Regions from separate parts of the Mus musculus genome. Here region 2 is linked to region 1. The links are chromatin contacts, called in public HiChIP or PLAC-seq maps. All regions are on one chromosome and are shown on one strand. The core of a region is the stretch at or near the end of the contact, and the rest is flanking DNA. Distances in the headings are between cores, read along the strand shown. Region 1 has its middle 17 kb from the start of 1700042G15Rik. Region 2 holds the start of Pakap (paralemmin A kinase anchor protein).

Region 1 (7,768 bases), core at 3,878-6,377:
CCCCGTTTCCATCCCTCTTCCCCTCCCTGTCCCTGTTCCCCTTCCCCCTCCTCTTCCCCTCCCCCTCCCCACCCCTGTTCTCCTCCCCCCTCACCTCTCCTCTCCCTCTCCCCCTCTCCTCTCCCCCTCCCCCTCCCCCTTCCCCCAGAACAACTCTGACAGCTGTGGCACCAAGTTGCAGCAAAGGAGCGCCTTCCACCAAGCAACAGTGCACAAAGGAAACACCACAAAGGCTTTTGGGAAAACAGTTTAGTTCAATCTGCCTTGAAGTATAGAACCAACCAAATGTGGATCCATGCTCTACACAGGCTCAAGTAGAGTAGAGATCTAGCCTCCATTGTTCTAATAATTTATTTTATTTTATTTTTTATATTTTATTTTTGTCAATGAGTGTTTTTCCTGCATGTCTATTTCAGTACTGTGTGCATGCAGTGCACTTAGAGGCCAGAAGAGGGCATCAGAGCCTCTGGGACTAGAGTTACAGATAGTCTTGAGCAGGTAGGTACTTGATGTAGGTACTGGGAATTGAACCCAGATTCTGTGGATTCGCTTTTCCATACCTTCTAAATTAAATGTTACATTGTTCTATATTTGGGGGTGTTATTTTTAGACTCAAGAGTTGATAGCAGGGTTGGCGAGATGGCTCAGCAGGTAAAAGCACTGACTGCTCTCCCGAAGGTCCTGAGTTCAAATCCCAGCAACCATATGGTGGCTCACAAAGACCCGTAATGAGATCTGACGCCCTTTTCTGGTGCGTCTGAAGTCAGCTACAGTGTACTTATGTATAATAATAAATAAATCTTTGGGCCGGAGCGAGCAGGGAGTGAGCGAGGAGGGCCAACCAGAGCAAGCAGAGGTCCCAGAAAACTCAATTCCCAGCAACCACATGAAGGCTCACAACCATCTGTACAGCTACAGTGTGCTCATATACATAAAATAAATAAGTAAATCTTTTAGAAAAGTTGATAGCAACAAATTTCTCTATTCAGTGTGGTTTGGATGGGTGTGTCTCTCCCTGTCACGAGTGTACACCCAGGTTCTACTCCCAGGATCCTTATATCCCTACACCCTCTTATATGAGAAAAGCTCATCCAGAAATTCATACAGGGCACAGCTGAGCATGCACAGTGAGTCCAAGAACGACCTAAGACATAGGATACTCTGTCAAAATAACTTTTCCTTAAAATATCTTTTCTGTGGTATTTTGGTTCATCATGGCAAATGTACCTGGCCTGTCATGGAAGAAACTGTCACTCCCACCTCAGCAATAAGCATGCAGAAATCCAATACATAATCCTCCCCCTAAAATAAGGTATTTAAAAATACATGGGTGAATTAGAAATCAAACTCAGGTATGCTCACAATGGATTACAAAGGATGGGGCCTGAACCTTGGCCCTGAGAGTTGGAGGTTCGGAAATAAACGGCAAAGTCTCATATTCTTTGTGGGGGAAGGAGGAAGGCAGGGATGGGGAGAAAGAGAGGGGCAAAGAGTGATGGCAGGAGGGAGGGAAAGAAGGATGGAGCCCCAGACACCATTGCCATGAGCAAGTTTCCAGGGGCACCAGATGAAGGCTACATACTAAAATGGGGAAAAGGACTCTACACAACCCGACCTTTAACATATTTATACAAAAGTATGGATGGAATGGGAGTGGTGGAAAGATGGGTCAATGGTTTAAAAGCACTAGCTGCTCTTCCAGAGGACCAAGAGTCAATTCCCAGCACTAATATGGAGACACACAACTCCCTGTGACTCCAGTCTCGGGAAATCTGATGCCCTCTTCTGGCCTCCATGGGTACAGCTTGCATATGCAGTCAAAACACCCATACACAAAAACAAATAGTAATTTAAAAGTGCATAGGCACTGGTATTAAAATAACTAGAACAGTTTTTATATGTATAAATAGCTATATGATGCGTGTCTATGTGCACATATATGTCTATAGATGTGTAAGTAACTAGAGCGGCTGTTTTCAACCTGTGGGTCATGGCCCCCACAGGGGTCTCTTAGCAGATATTTACATTACGATTCATTACAGTAGTCAAATTACAATTATGAAGTAACAATGGTGATTTTACGGTCATGGGTCGTGGGTCACCACTACATGCTAACAGGCCATGGCATTAGGAAGGATGAGAACCACCCCAGGCTAGGAGAATACATAAAAAGTTTGAACAAAGAACTAGCGACCAGAGCTAAGAAAGGTTTCTTTTTATTGTTTATCTTCTTGTACCATGTATTATTTTTTCATATACTCATCTAGCTTTTCACACACCTGCAAAACACACTCAAATAATTCTATACCTACTTAGGTAAGTGAAGACATTATGTTCTGTCAACCTCACACTACTGTCCTGACGACTCTGAATGAGACAAAACACATGGAGTGCTCTCTACACAGTGAGTTCTGCACAAATGCAAATTGTTATTTTAATAATTCATCTGTTAAAGTCACAAACTCGGGTCCTGTCTCCTCATCGCATCTTGATTGGCAGGTGTTGGTAGCACAGTGATAATCTCACGCCAGGAGCATCCAGGCCCATTTGGGAGAGGTCCAGCTAGCGGTTCAGAGGACCAGGCAAGGTGGTTAAACACTGGATGCTCTCTCAGACAGGTTCCATTTCCACTTAAGACTGTGAAAGAGACAGGCCTGAGCAATCTCCACATTCTTGCGTGACTTTTTTGGTAACTGAAACACAATCATTAGCTAAGCCAGGGCCAGAGACTTCTTCTTACAAAAGAGAAAAATCTAATTTGGAGTCATTTTCCTGCTACTCCTGAAAGTACATGACCTGCTTCATCAAGTGTATTCTTTTTGTACGATTTCAGCTTGTCCAACCTGAACCACTGCTTTCTGCACGGCTCACCTGTAGATATGCCTACTTGTTCTAGAATCTTCTTCCCACTTAGAGAAAATAGCAGGGGAAGTTTCTGTACTGAAAACACAACTAGCTGGTCCAATTTGGTCCTGCAGACTGTTTCATTTTGATTTGTTTTAGAAATATTTATTCAACAGCCACAAGGCAGCTGGCACCATTTCACCATTTAGTCTGCATGTCAGAAGGGCACGAGTAATGGCTTCTGCTTTGCGCCAGGAAAAGCAGATAGATCGTATACTCTCTCTTTTGTGATGAGAAGAACAGGCACTCTGGTGGAGACAGTGCCACAAAGGAGCCATTGCTGTCATCCATGTCACAGGATTACATAGCCAGAGCTCCAGGCCCTAACTCGAACCTGCCACTGTCAGCTGACAGTTCCAGGCCATGTTTCCTTGGTAAGTTAAGCCTAAACTAGAAATCTGTGCAGAGACAAAGTCTAGCATAGACTAAAAAGAAACCTTCTCGCTGGGGCTGCCCAGAACTCTACCGGGCAGTTGCTTCAATGACATCAGGCAATCATATTACCAGCTGGCCACTGCAGAAGCCATGGGGGACACTGACACCTTTCCATAGGCTTCAGCATCCTGCTGTGTGGTACGTACAGTAGCAGATGGGCAGTGGTGTTGTCCTATGGGTCCCAGAGGCAAAGAGATCAAGACATCCCTTCCAAGACTGGATGTAAGCTTCCAGGCAGAAGATTAGAGGTGGCAGGAAGGACTAACAAGCTGTAGGGCATACCCTGGAGTTCCCAGGAGTGCCTCTGCACGCCTCCAGCTGAATGTTAATATGTTAGATCTTACAGTACAAATTGGGACTGAGTTTGTCTTGGTTTGTTTCGAGGGTTACCTGATGCTGGGTCCCAAGGATGGGGTGGCATCTCTCAGCTTAAAGAGAGGGAGGTTCGGGGAAGGAATGACTGACCAAAATTACACCCTGAAGGTCAAGTGTACAGAAGCAAGCCTGGAAGACGGGGGACAGAATCCTAGTTCCCTGATCCTGCCCTGCTGGGCTGTCCTCCCCATCACTCAACTTGGAGTTGCTGCAGGAGAGTCTCTGATCAGATCTTCCTACCAGAGTCCAAGTGTTTACCCAGGCTAAGGGAGGACGGCTGCACTCGAGCATCAGACAGACATCAAATACATCAGAAGAGAGAACTGGCCAACAGACAGTCCTTGGGCTAGACGGACTCAATGCTGATTCTGCACACTCACTAGCCACCCACCTGCTCTGTCACCCCCAGCGTCTGCAAACGGTGACTCTGTCCATGAGTCACCTCCCCTCCGAGTCCTCCTGGCTTTTCTTTTGTAATCATGTTCTTGTTTTTAAAACTGGACCAGCCAAAGTTTCACAAAAAAATGTTTACAATTACTCCGTCTTTTTTTTTTTTTCCTAGTGTTTGCTGTGGGAGAAGCTCAGATCTCACAAACCTAAACCACCCTTGCCTGGCATGCAAAGCCACAGAGGCTCAGGAAAGCCAGCCCTATTTGGAAACCTTCCTAATAACTATGGGAACCTGTCAGATGCCCCAAGGCAGGGACAAGGCTTTAATTAAGTGCAGTGTCTGATAGCTCTGATTAGGGAACTGAGGACATAGTAACCAGGTGCCATTCAAGCTTCGATCTGCCCCTCTTGTGAAGGCTCAATGAGGGTCTCTTTTAACTACAACAAACAGAGGGCTGTAATTATACAATGTCAGGCAGCAGCTAGGCGTGTTTATTTTGGATTTCATATTTTTTCCTGGAGAGTTCCACAGCCTAGAAAATGAAGAGCCTCCCCACTTGAGTAGTGGCTGTGTATTTAAAGTGCTTGAGTCCCTGTAACATTCTATAACCCTAATTATACTCTTCAAGGCAAACAGAGAATCGCCAGCCAAAACTCAGTGGTGTGTGCTTCATACAGCGTGGGTGCCTTGTGTCGCCTCCTGGCATGGACCGTGTGGTTTAAACTGCAGAAATTTATTCTTTCACAGTTTGGGTGAGCTAGAGGTTCCAGATCACGGATGTGGCAATATTGGCTCCTTCCGAGCCCAGTGAGAGACATCTGTCCCATGCCATCCTCCCTGACCGGGATGGTTTCTCTTGGCTTACACATGCATCACTCCACCCCTGTCTTCATCTTTACATTTACCTCTGTATGTACTCATGCAAATGCCCCCTTCGTGAAAGCACAATTGTCTTGGTTTGAGGCTTACTTTAAAGACCTCATCTTGACTTTTCCAGCTCCAAAGATTGTGTTTCTAAGGTCATGGTCCCTGGGAATGGGAGTTAAGATTTCAGGGTCCTTTGAAGTAATGCAGTTCAATCCACATTGTACTGGTTCTGATTAAATCCTAGGCGAATGCTCCCCATGGAACTGGAAGTTCTGTGGTTGGTTGGTGTGGAGTTGCAGAGTAGATGCTGAGCTAAGTCCGTCTGTCAGTCCTCCCAGCACTCCTCACCTCACCCCTCCTCCCTGACCCCCCCATCTCGGTGAGTGAGGTTTCAGAAACTATCAAGATAATGTCTGTGGGGCCAGTGAGGTAGCCCAGTGCATCAAGATGCTTGCCACTTAGCCTGGCATCTGAGTTTAATCCCCAGAATCCACAAGGAAGGAGAGACTAACACCTGCAAACTGTCATCTGGCCTCCATACCTCTGCTACAGTGCCTGTTGAGGTGAGAAGTGTGTGTGATGGGGGGTGAGGAATGTTAGATGTGTGTATGGTATGTGGGGGGGGGGATATGGGAGGTATTGGGGGGAGGAAGGGGAGGAAGAGTGTAGAATGTGGGTGTGTGGGGGTCTGGATGTGTGGGTATGTGGATGTGACACACACTAAATAAGTGACAAGTTTTTAGGAAGTATCCCCTCTGAGCTGGGCATGCTGGTACTCACCAGTAATCCAACTCTTCAAAGGCTGAGGCAGGAGGATCTTAAGTCTAAGATCAGTGTGGGCTAACAAAGCAAGTTTCTGTCTCTAACAATAGTAACGAAGCACACGTGTGATCCCTTCTTCAACTCTGCCCTGCTGCTCACAAGGCCCCAGACCTGGAAAACAACACAATCCTCCTCAGGCGCTTGCTAAGAAGCTTTCGTAGCACCCCTCAAGGCTGGGCTTTCCTGTACCTACATCCTTTGCCTGCTGTTCTGCTGTTTAGGGTTTCTTCCCCCTCCCCTCCCTCTCCCCCTCCCCCTTCCTCTCTCACTACCCCCTCCCCCTCCAGACTCTACTCTCTTCTATCCTTCAGGATAGGACTTGGCTCAGTAACATCATCATGACTGTGAGGGTAAAGGGACATGATGACAACAGGATCTTCCACCAATGATGTAGGACCCCACCCCCACCCCCACTCCCACCCCCATACCCCACCCCCACTCATAACACAGCCCCCCCTCTTGGAAACTTCCCTCACCCAATAGGGAATGACTAGTCTCTATGGGGACAAAAAAGTCTCATGTGTCTCTTTAATTTAGAACATATTGAAGGGCTATATGGCCTCAGAGATCGTGTGGGGTCAGAAGTGTCTGTGGCCACTACCTGACAGTGTAGCCTCTCCTGCCTGGTCCTGTCTCTTTGGCTCCACAACCAGGTGTTTTCAAGGCACTACCCAGTGGAGTTCTTGCATACCAGCCTTAGTGTCTCCAGGTCTCTACCTTTAGGAACTCAATCCTGCAATGATAAGAGAACCAGAGGATGTGATAGGGCTCAAATGTATTCAACGGATTATGTGGCCTTCATCTCTCGGCATCTCCCAGGCCTTGGTTTTCTAAAGACTACAAGGAGTGTGTCTGCTCCGATAGTCACTGCCTTCCTTTCAAGCAACAACATTCTCACAGTTTCATAACAAGGAGCAGAGTGATGGGTGCCCAGAGAGGCAGAAACCAGCCCCATCACTGCCTCCATCACTGCCCAGGCTTCACAAATGCTTGCTCCGGTGTAGTTACAAGAGACAAGTGAGCCAGGCTTAGAACTCAACTACAAAGAACAGGAGAGGGCCAGAGAGGGTGGCTCCTCCTCTGCCAGGCTCTAGCGATGGCTAGGTGGGCGGGGTCATGCCCTGATTGACTTGAGATTGTTTTCCCTCCAATTGCTGCCAGATGCTGGACACTGGATAGCCCTGGGAAAAGCTGGCAGCCCAGTCTCATGTTCTCACTGGTCAGCATCATCCTTGCCTATCCCACTAGATCTCACATAAGAGATGGGACTTATTTATCAGCAACTCAGCAGTGCTCGGCTCGGGTAAGGCATTCCAGACACTGCCCAGGTCACTGCTCAGCAAGGCACAGAAACAAAGTCTCCTGCTCTTGACTAGAGTGCAATATGATACCTGGGTTGACGTTGCTCAGTCCCTGCTTAAAGTGCAGAGCATCTCAGGGTCCATAGAGCCCAGAAATACTGATGGGATGGCAACACCACACACATACACACACACACACACACACACACACACACACACACCGATTTCCACTGACACTCTTGCTCTTTCAATCCCCCCAAAACACAAGCAATTCAAGTTTATAGAGAATGTGTTCATTGTGAGACTTTAGGTAAATTAAATAGTGCTAGACTCAACCTTTTCACCTGTAAAATGGGAATAAATGTTAGTGTGGGCACCACAGTTATTCTAAAAGGAAAACCCCAAATATCTTAATCCCTTACCACAATAGGAGCTTGAGATGCTCCCACTAAATGGAAGCTGCCCCCTAAGTTTGCAGCTTCTACTAGCCCATGCTTATCTGCCAAGATGGGGAGGAGAAAAGAGCAGAGGGGGTCTAACATGGAAAGGTTGATTTAGCCAGGACTCCACAGTTGTCGCCAAAATAATAACAGCAGTAATACCACCTACTCCAAACAGGACCACACCTATTCCAACAAGGCCACAATTCCAAAGAGTGCCATTCCCTGGCCAA
Region 2 (7,768 bases), core at 2,858-5,357, 190 kb before region 1:
ATAATACACACAACACACAAACATACATACACACCCAGATAACACACACATGCATACATACAACACATACATTCACACAAGTAACACACAGATGTACACACAACACACACTAACACACATGTACACACACCACACACATGTGCACAAATACACATGACACACATACGTACACACACATACATACTTCAGTCTTTCACCAGGTTCATGCTGCCAACTGACTTCACGTCTTGCTTTTGCCTTTTCCTTTCTCACATTACTTGTTCCAAATAAATAATAAGCAAACAAAATAAACAAATGTCCATGGTCATTGGGAAGGTTATGGTGTTAACTTCAATGTTACTTAACCCACTCTCCAAACCTTGTTCAAGTGACTGCTCTTGGGGTCAGCGGTGGGGTTGTTGCTCCACACGCCTTGAGGCTGGTTTCCATGTCTCACACTGAGGTCATGGCCACTGTCCTACTTGTTTCCTTCACAATACTTGTTCACGTGCTCTCCCAATTCATCCTTGACTCTGAGCAGCTTCTTGTTTAATTGAGACCCGCACCTAACCCCCGGGCTTGTTAAAGGGACAATGGTGATCACTGAATTCCTCCTCCTCACTCACTTTGCTGCCAGAAGCACTTGTCGGTTCTTAGGTCTAGATAGCTGTGTGAATATTCCTAGAGATGAAAGGGCCAAGAAGGAGGAAAGACACTCTCCAAGGATGGAGTTGCTCTTCTTTTGATAGGGCACAGAGCCTTCCAATCGCATTTGATTAGTCTCCGGCCTGACTTAGTAGATTCGGTTGAGGCACTATACCCAGTTAGTAACCCACACTGGATGCTTCCCACAGATGATCATGCAGCAGACATCCTGGGTGACCTGGGTGACACCTGACCTTTCAAACACTAAGCTTGGGGCTGGGAGTGGAGGCACACACTTTTAATCCCAGAACTCCAGAAGCTGACAAGTGGGTCACTGTGAACTCAAGGTCAGGCCAGTCTGCATAGTGTGTTCCAGGCCGAACAGGGCTCCATAATGAGACACCCACCCCCTTTTAAAACTAAACATTCAGGGACAAGACCTTCCTCTGGCTGTCAACAGCACTAGTAATCCCTAGGGGAGAGACACTCCACAGAAACCTGCTGAGTGAGCAGGTGAGTGGGCCCTCAGGTCCCAGTCAGGGCTGTAGAGGGAGGGATTTCAGAGTTGAAATGGAAAACAGAGCTGCCCCGTGCCTTTTCAGCAGCGTAGACAAGAGCTGAGGCCTCCACATGAACATCACCCCATGGCAAATGTGGGCCAAAGTGCTTCACTTTCCTAGTCTTCAAAAGCAGAGATAAACTCCTGGGCCTATTTTATAGAGAAAAAAAACCTGAGGCTCAGACACAAGACTGAGCAACACCCAGGAACCCAAGTAAGTGAAGATGTGAAGAATTATTCTCTTCCCCTTTATCTCCAGAGGGACTTCATGCATGTTAAGCCTTGGGGAAAGATCGTGAGTGTCTCAGAACCCCCTGGGAATTCTGGGAAAGGGCCAAGAGAGGCAAAGTTTGCTGAATCCGGAAAGCATGCGGACTAAGCCAAAATGTGGCATAAAATTATGTACTGATTGTAGCCACAAGTTCACCATTGCTGTTCTCTTCTTTCTCTTCTCTCTCTCTCTCTCTCTCTCTCTCTCTCTCTCTCTCTCTCTCTCTCACACACACACACACACACACACACACACACACATAGTGATAACACATAAAATTTTCCCCCACCAGATGTTGATCCCCCCATTCCTGGGACTCCCCAACAACTCCTCAGATTCGCAGGATGAACTCAGTCCCACAACTGAACAGGCACAGGTGGGTGTTTACCTTCTTGTCTGCTCAAGAGAACACTGTGGGTTCCCCTAGATCATTCTTGAAAACCACCTTGGCTGTGGCTGAGATTACTCAAGCCTACTTGGAAGGGGTGGCTCCCGTGTTAGCTACTATTGGCACAGTGCTCAGAAAGTGAGTCCTTTCAGTGGAGTCAGCTGTCCCTCAGGCATGCAGGGACACTGGTCGTGCAGAGGCAGAAAATGCGACAACTGTTGCAATTGGCCATCAGCAGTCCATGGGAGTGCTCGAGTGTTCTCTGGAGCAGACACTTGTCAACAGTTGAAGCAGCCCTTTATCCAGCGACACAAAACACCCTCCAGCTTCATGGCACCATTCGGAGCAAATTCAAGACAGACAGCCACACTGCCCTGACACTGACTTTAGAATCCGCGAGCAACTCCATTAACCATCAAAATGTGCACACACTGCGTGGAAAGGGAAGAGAGGAACAAACAGCTTCCTTGAGTCCAAGGATCAAGTTCAAAGACAGCGTCAGAAGCCAAGTTGTATACGCACAGCTCTCTCCCTAAGGCATAATCAGAAGAGTTTGAGAAAGGGGGTCTCTGAGCTACTGAGTCCACATCAAATGTCACTAAAATGAGAAAGGCCTGCATGCACTTTGCCAATGAAGACTCCACCATCCAAAGGCATTTGAAAACGTTTTCATACATCAGTCGCTTCCAAAACATTACACAGTATTTCTCCAACAAATTTATGTGTTTCCAGGGAACTCTTGGAGCACAGGGGAAAAAGTACTTAGGTGAAAGAATGTCTGCAGATTCTTTTGTGCCAACATCCTAGCAGACCTCCTTTAATTTGCCATTATTTCATAGAGCGCCAGTAACCATTCCCTCATCCGCAGAGGAAATATATAATCCAGCTGTGGTGGCTCCAGTGAAAACCACATCTGTGGAACACTGGCAGAACCAGCAAGGCCTCTCCGACTGAGGCAGTGTCAGACAGCGCTTGTCCCAACCCAAGATGCACATGGTACAGTACTCTGTAAGTGCAGAACTTTGCCAAAGCCGGATGCTCTTTTGTATGCCGAGCCAATGGTTTTCAGATAATCCACACCCATAAGAAAGAGACTCTCCTGAAATATTACTTCCAATCCCCAGCTGTAAGACGCCTCTTCCCTTTCTAGGGTGGTGGCCTGTGCCAGAGCCCTTGTTAATGTCAAACAGAGGAAGAAAACGGGCACTCCTGGATTCTGGGGGACGTTCTACCACTCAGGTGGCTGCTGGCTGGATAGCTGGCTAGGAAGAGGAAGATAGCCACCATGGGCCACCACTCTCTCCCTTCTCTGGAGTTGGAAGGCAACATGCTTAAGGGTACTGGGTAATAATATTCCAGGAGTTCCCGCAACACACACACACACACACACACACACACACACACACCACCGTTTAGTCTATCCCTAAAGCGCGCGGCAGCAAGCATCTTATTCCTAAGCCAATTTTCCATGTTCAAATCTTCCTAGTCCCAAGTGTGCCCCCAGGGGTTTAGTCTACAGACATATAAAAGGCAAAAGGCAGCGTCGCTAAGCCTGGACAGACTTTCACCCCAGCACAGGGCCGGAGGCTACCAGGCTGGCATGTCCCTGGCCCTGAGCCTACAGGTCCCCGTCCACCCCAGACAATAGAGCAAGAAAATGAAATGAAAAGTGGACTTACTGCTATGGCTTGCAGCCTCTCCTTGTGCAATTCCGCCTCTGCCATCCTGGAGAAGGGCACACGGGCAGGGGAAAAAGGAAGAAAAACAAAACACACGCTGTAGTCACCCAAGGAGATAAAAGGGCACCCGTGGGGAGCTCAACTCGACCCCGGGGACAGCCTAAGGGCGCGTGGGGTCTGCTCCTGGGGGGGGGGGCGGGCAAAGCTGCGCGCACGGCTGGCTCAGAGCTCAGCCTCCGTCTCCACCGGCGCGGCCGCCTGGCTGCGCCCCAGCGCCGCCGCGAACTGCAAGATCCCAGTCTCAACCGCCACCGCCACCACCGGCCGCGCCAGCCGGGAACGTGGGCCGCCGGGAGCCTCCGGGAGAGCGCGCTCCGCAGCACTAGGTCCCCGCCCTGACGTCTCCGCGCCTCGCTCCGCCCCTGGGGTGTGGGGGACCCGTGGCTGCCGCCGTCGCTCGCGAGTGGGGCACCTGGGGCGCTTGTGATTAGTGAGCTGGGGGTTGGGGGGCGCACAGCTGGTGCGCCTTGGTGGCCGCGCGCGCTACGCTCTGGGTCTAGACAAGACCAGGCGGCGCCTCTGCTCTGAGCAAAGATGCCAGCAGAAGGGGCCTTTGGCAGAACGCAAGCCCCAGCACGTGTCCTTACAGGCCGGCTACGGCCACCCACTATCCCCAGCTCCTTCTAACTGGCTCCAGATGCTTGGGCTCCACCTGGGGACATTTCCAACAGATAAATGCTGTCTTGTCCACGTGCTTTAGATAGTAGTACCCTCAAGGGCAGGGGCGTATCACCAGATAGGTCACCCTTCTGGTGACACACCAACAGAAACAGCTCAGAGTTTGAAGCCCTGGGTGTCTTCCTGGACAACTAAATCACTCTGAGCCCCAGTTTTCTTATCTGAAAAAAAGAGAAGGATTGCAAATGACCTGGCAGAGACATCCTTAAAAATGATTGTGGCTAGGAGCATGGGGAGATAACTCAGTGGGTAAAGCAATTAAGGATAAGGATTGAAGTTTATATTCCCAGCACCCACGTAAAAGCCAAGTGGTGATGGGAGCCCCTGTAATATGAGGGAAGCCCACAAGCTTCAGGTCAGGCACTAAACTAAGCTCCTCTGATGACCGGGAAGTGATGACAGCACAGGCCCCAAGAAAAAAACATGCTAACAAGAAATAGTCCTTTCCCATATAGCTATGTATTAAAAAGGCAGCAAACGGAGAGATGGGTGATGGAGGCTAGGAATCCAGCTCAGTTGTCGAGTGCTCGCCTAGCCTATATTGAGTCAGTCAGATTCTTGGGAGTCAGAGTGGGGGCAGGAATGATGGCGGCAAAGGGGGTGAATGAACTTAAAGTCACCAAACTGTATACTGTAAAACGGCTAAAACAGCGCATTGCATACTATGTATATTTCACACCATTTCGTTTTCACAAAGAGAGATGGAAGTGGAGGTAAGGAAGGAAAGGAGCCTAAGAGACTCTTCAAGGGCCACCATTTGTAAAGATCTGAACGTAAAAGCAGAAGAATTGGGGTTGGGACACAGTGCTCTCAGTGCAATCACCTTGCTAGTCACGGCTAAAGAGCTGAAAGTAGCCAAAATGAGAGCGCAAACCAGGGAGAAAGTCAGCCAAGGACACAGATGAAGTAGAAGATCCGAAGAGCAGAAGGAAAAACTGGAGGACTTACTCCAAAAGCCACAGCAAGAGGACAGGAAATTGTATCGGGGTCATGTGCTTCTGTGTGGTTCAGGACAAAGTAGGCGGAGGAGAAGCTGTAGGCTTCAGGACTGAGGAGCAGAGAGCAGTCACTCCAGAGCAGGAACTGTTTAGGGGGGCATAAGAAACTATACAAAGTGGAAAGTATGCTGGGGCATCAACAACCTTTCCCGGATCTTAGGAAGTGTAGAAGGAACAGGAAGGTGGTCAACAGAGAGAAGGATCTTTAGATTAGAAAGGGTGTAGAGTGCCTGGCTATCAAGGGAATATTAGACTTGAGAGACGCTAGAGCAAAGGAAAATGCACGTTAGGCAGGGTGTTCTCAGGATGGACCAGAGGGCATTCTTGTTAGCATCCCTCGCCAGTTCCATCTTGGAATGGAAGCAGAAGGCAGCAGAGAACGAGGGAGGAATGGGGAGGGACAGGAAGAAGAAATTGTGAGTTGGAATTCTACAGAACAGCTGGGGAGCTTTGCCCGAGTTGGCCTGGCAACTAAGTGATTGACATTGATGGAACTGGAGAAATGATTTAGAAAGGAACTCTGGGCAATGGGGGACCCTAAAATATGGATTCTGGGTTTGGGTGGCTCAGTAGTTAAGAGAAGTGGTAGCTCTTCAAGGGTGGGGGAGCATATCCAATTCCAAGCACCCACGTGGCAGCTCACACCTCTCTGAGACTCCAGTCCCAGGGAATCTGACGCCCTCTTCTGGCCTCTGTGAGCACTGCACACATATGGTGTCCAGACATATATGAAGACAAATATAATTTTTTTAAAAAATGGACCCTAAGCAACCATCTGCATGAGGATTTCATGACCACATGCACAGAATTAAATTTCTATATGGCAAGCTGAGAACTACAGATGGACTTAGAGTCATTTCATTAATGAAATTTACAGGACCAAAGACTCATGACCAATTGTGTGTGCTTCCTCAGTGGTTTTAAAGCATCTGAGACCCACTACCATGTGACTATGCTCAATCAGAACTGAGGATTGTCAAAGCAGGTACATCAAGTAGTCAAAGAAGGGAGGAAGTTAGGATGCCTGACATTGGGTTCAGGCCAGTTAGGAAGTGAGGCAGACATAGATTATTTTTAGCTGCCCAACTGGTGAACCCTTTCCAATCTTTGGGAGGGTTCCCACATTTAAACCATATGAAGAGCAAGCCACATCTCATCACAGAAGTGGGGAAATGCCAGACACCTGCTTCCCCAGATCTCCTGGAAGCTATGCATGGCCTGCAATCTGAATTTAACCAAACACGTGCACCTACCAGGAAGTTTGAAGACAGCATTTTTGAGAATTTTCCAGGCTGGTAGCTTATTTTTGGTCTTGTCCATGACCTAAGCCTCTTCTATAGATTCCTCAACTATTCTTCAAGCTACTAAATGCAATGTGAGTGCCTTTCTTGTCTTCATTTATCAACCAGAATCCACTTCAGTTGCTTGTAACTAAAGACCCCTGGTGAAACAGAAGATATGTTAACTGAATGGCTGAGGTTCAGCCAACAAGCAGAAGGAGAATATTTTCTCTCCTCGCACTGTTCCCTTCCTGTCTAAATTCTAGCATTTGGAAACCACTGAACCCATCATAAACACAGACATTTATAACCCAAATTATGTCTATTTTCTAAGACAGGGTCTCATGGAGCCCAGTCTAGGCTCAAATTCACTATGTAGCTGTGGCTGGCCTTGAATTACACACCCTTCAGCTTCCTTCTCTCTGCTGCTAAGATTCCAGGCACACACCAGCATGCCTGGAGCATGGGATCTTAGGGTTCCAACACTGTGAATGCTAGGCAAACACTCCACCAAGTAAGCTGCATCCCAATATACATTCACGGCGTAGCTAGTCAATACTAGGTATTAAGTGATGGTGTGACATTACAGAGGTTTGACAGTCCAGTGCCATAGCTATATTAGCTACTATTTTTCTTCCAAAAATTTAATATTTGGTATTATACATTATAGTGGTGCATAATCTGTGTCACAAATCAGTAGCTCTTGTGGGGATATTAACTTGTGCTGCACAGCACGATCCAGGTGGTAGGATGGTTTCTTTGATAGATGTGGCACGGTAAAGCATCACACAGACTGAATACAGAATGTTAGATATGCAAAATAAATGTTTTGCTGCTGATAGAAGTTTCAGGAGTCTATTTTAGGACAGGAGTCTTTTGGGGACTGCAAATGAGCACAGACTATTTTCCCTGTGGGGAAAACAGGAGCTTGGTAAGCCAAGAGAGAAATGACTTTCCAAAGCCCATCCTTTCAGAAAAAGTCAATGTCCTTTGAGGAGTAGCTAGGAGTGTTGAAATTTATTAGCAACTTGAAGGATTCCTTACACGAAGGTGATTCAAAGGGCACACCAGCATCTCCTGAAACATTTGCCTTGACTCTCTTCTGAATGAGCTCATTTAAGAATATATATGGTCATTGAAAGCATATGTAATATGTAGGATGAAGATATGGAAGGGGAAGGGAATATGAGAGCAGAAAGGATAACGGGGTGTGTGCACAATGAAAGTGCAC

What was found. HiChIP or PLAC-seq counts read pairs in DNA pulled down with a chosen protein or histone mark.
Region 2: an H3K27ac HiChIP or PLAC-seq map of cardiomyocytes shows a contact between it and region 1, with 4 times the contacts expected there. The contact joins the promoter of Pakap here to the enhancer-like site in region 1. A contact is called at or near these places in 2 of 39 promoter capture datasets (cranial neural crest and embryonic stem cells), 1 of 484 Hi-C or Micro-C datasets (cortical neurons) and 2 of 115 datasets of contacts at active chromatin or transcription factors (cardiomyocytes and embryonic forebrain).

What each region holds. Positions count from the first base shown.
Region 1 is chr4:57,377,235-57,385,002 of GRCm38.p6, reverse strand. No RefSeq gene overlaps it. Among named protein-coding and RNA genes, the nearest start is that of 1700042G15Rik, 17 kb to the right of the region's middle. Within about 2 kb of position 5,127, at least 23 of the 459 cell types and tissues checked have an H3K27ac peak or open chromatin away from gene starts, as enhancers often do.
Region 2 is chr4:57,564,169-57,571,936 of GRCm38.p6, reverse strand. It overlaps Pakap (paralemmin A kinase anchor protein), which reads right to left and starts at 4,107. Exons shown (of 11, transcript NM_001384150.1): 1 at 3,994-4,107; 2 at 3,522-3,567. The coding sequence starts at 3,566.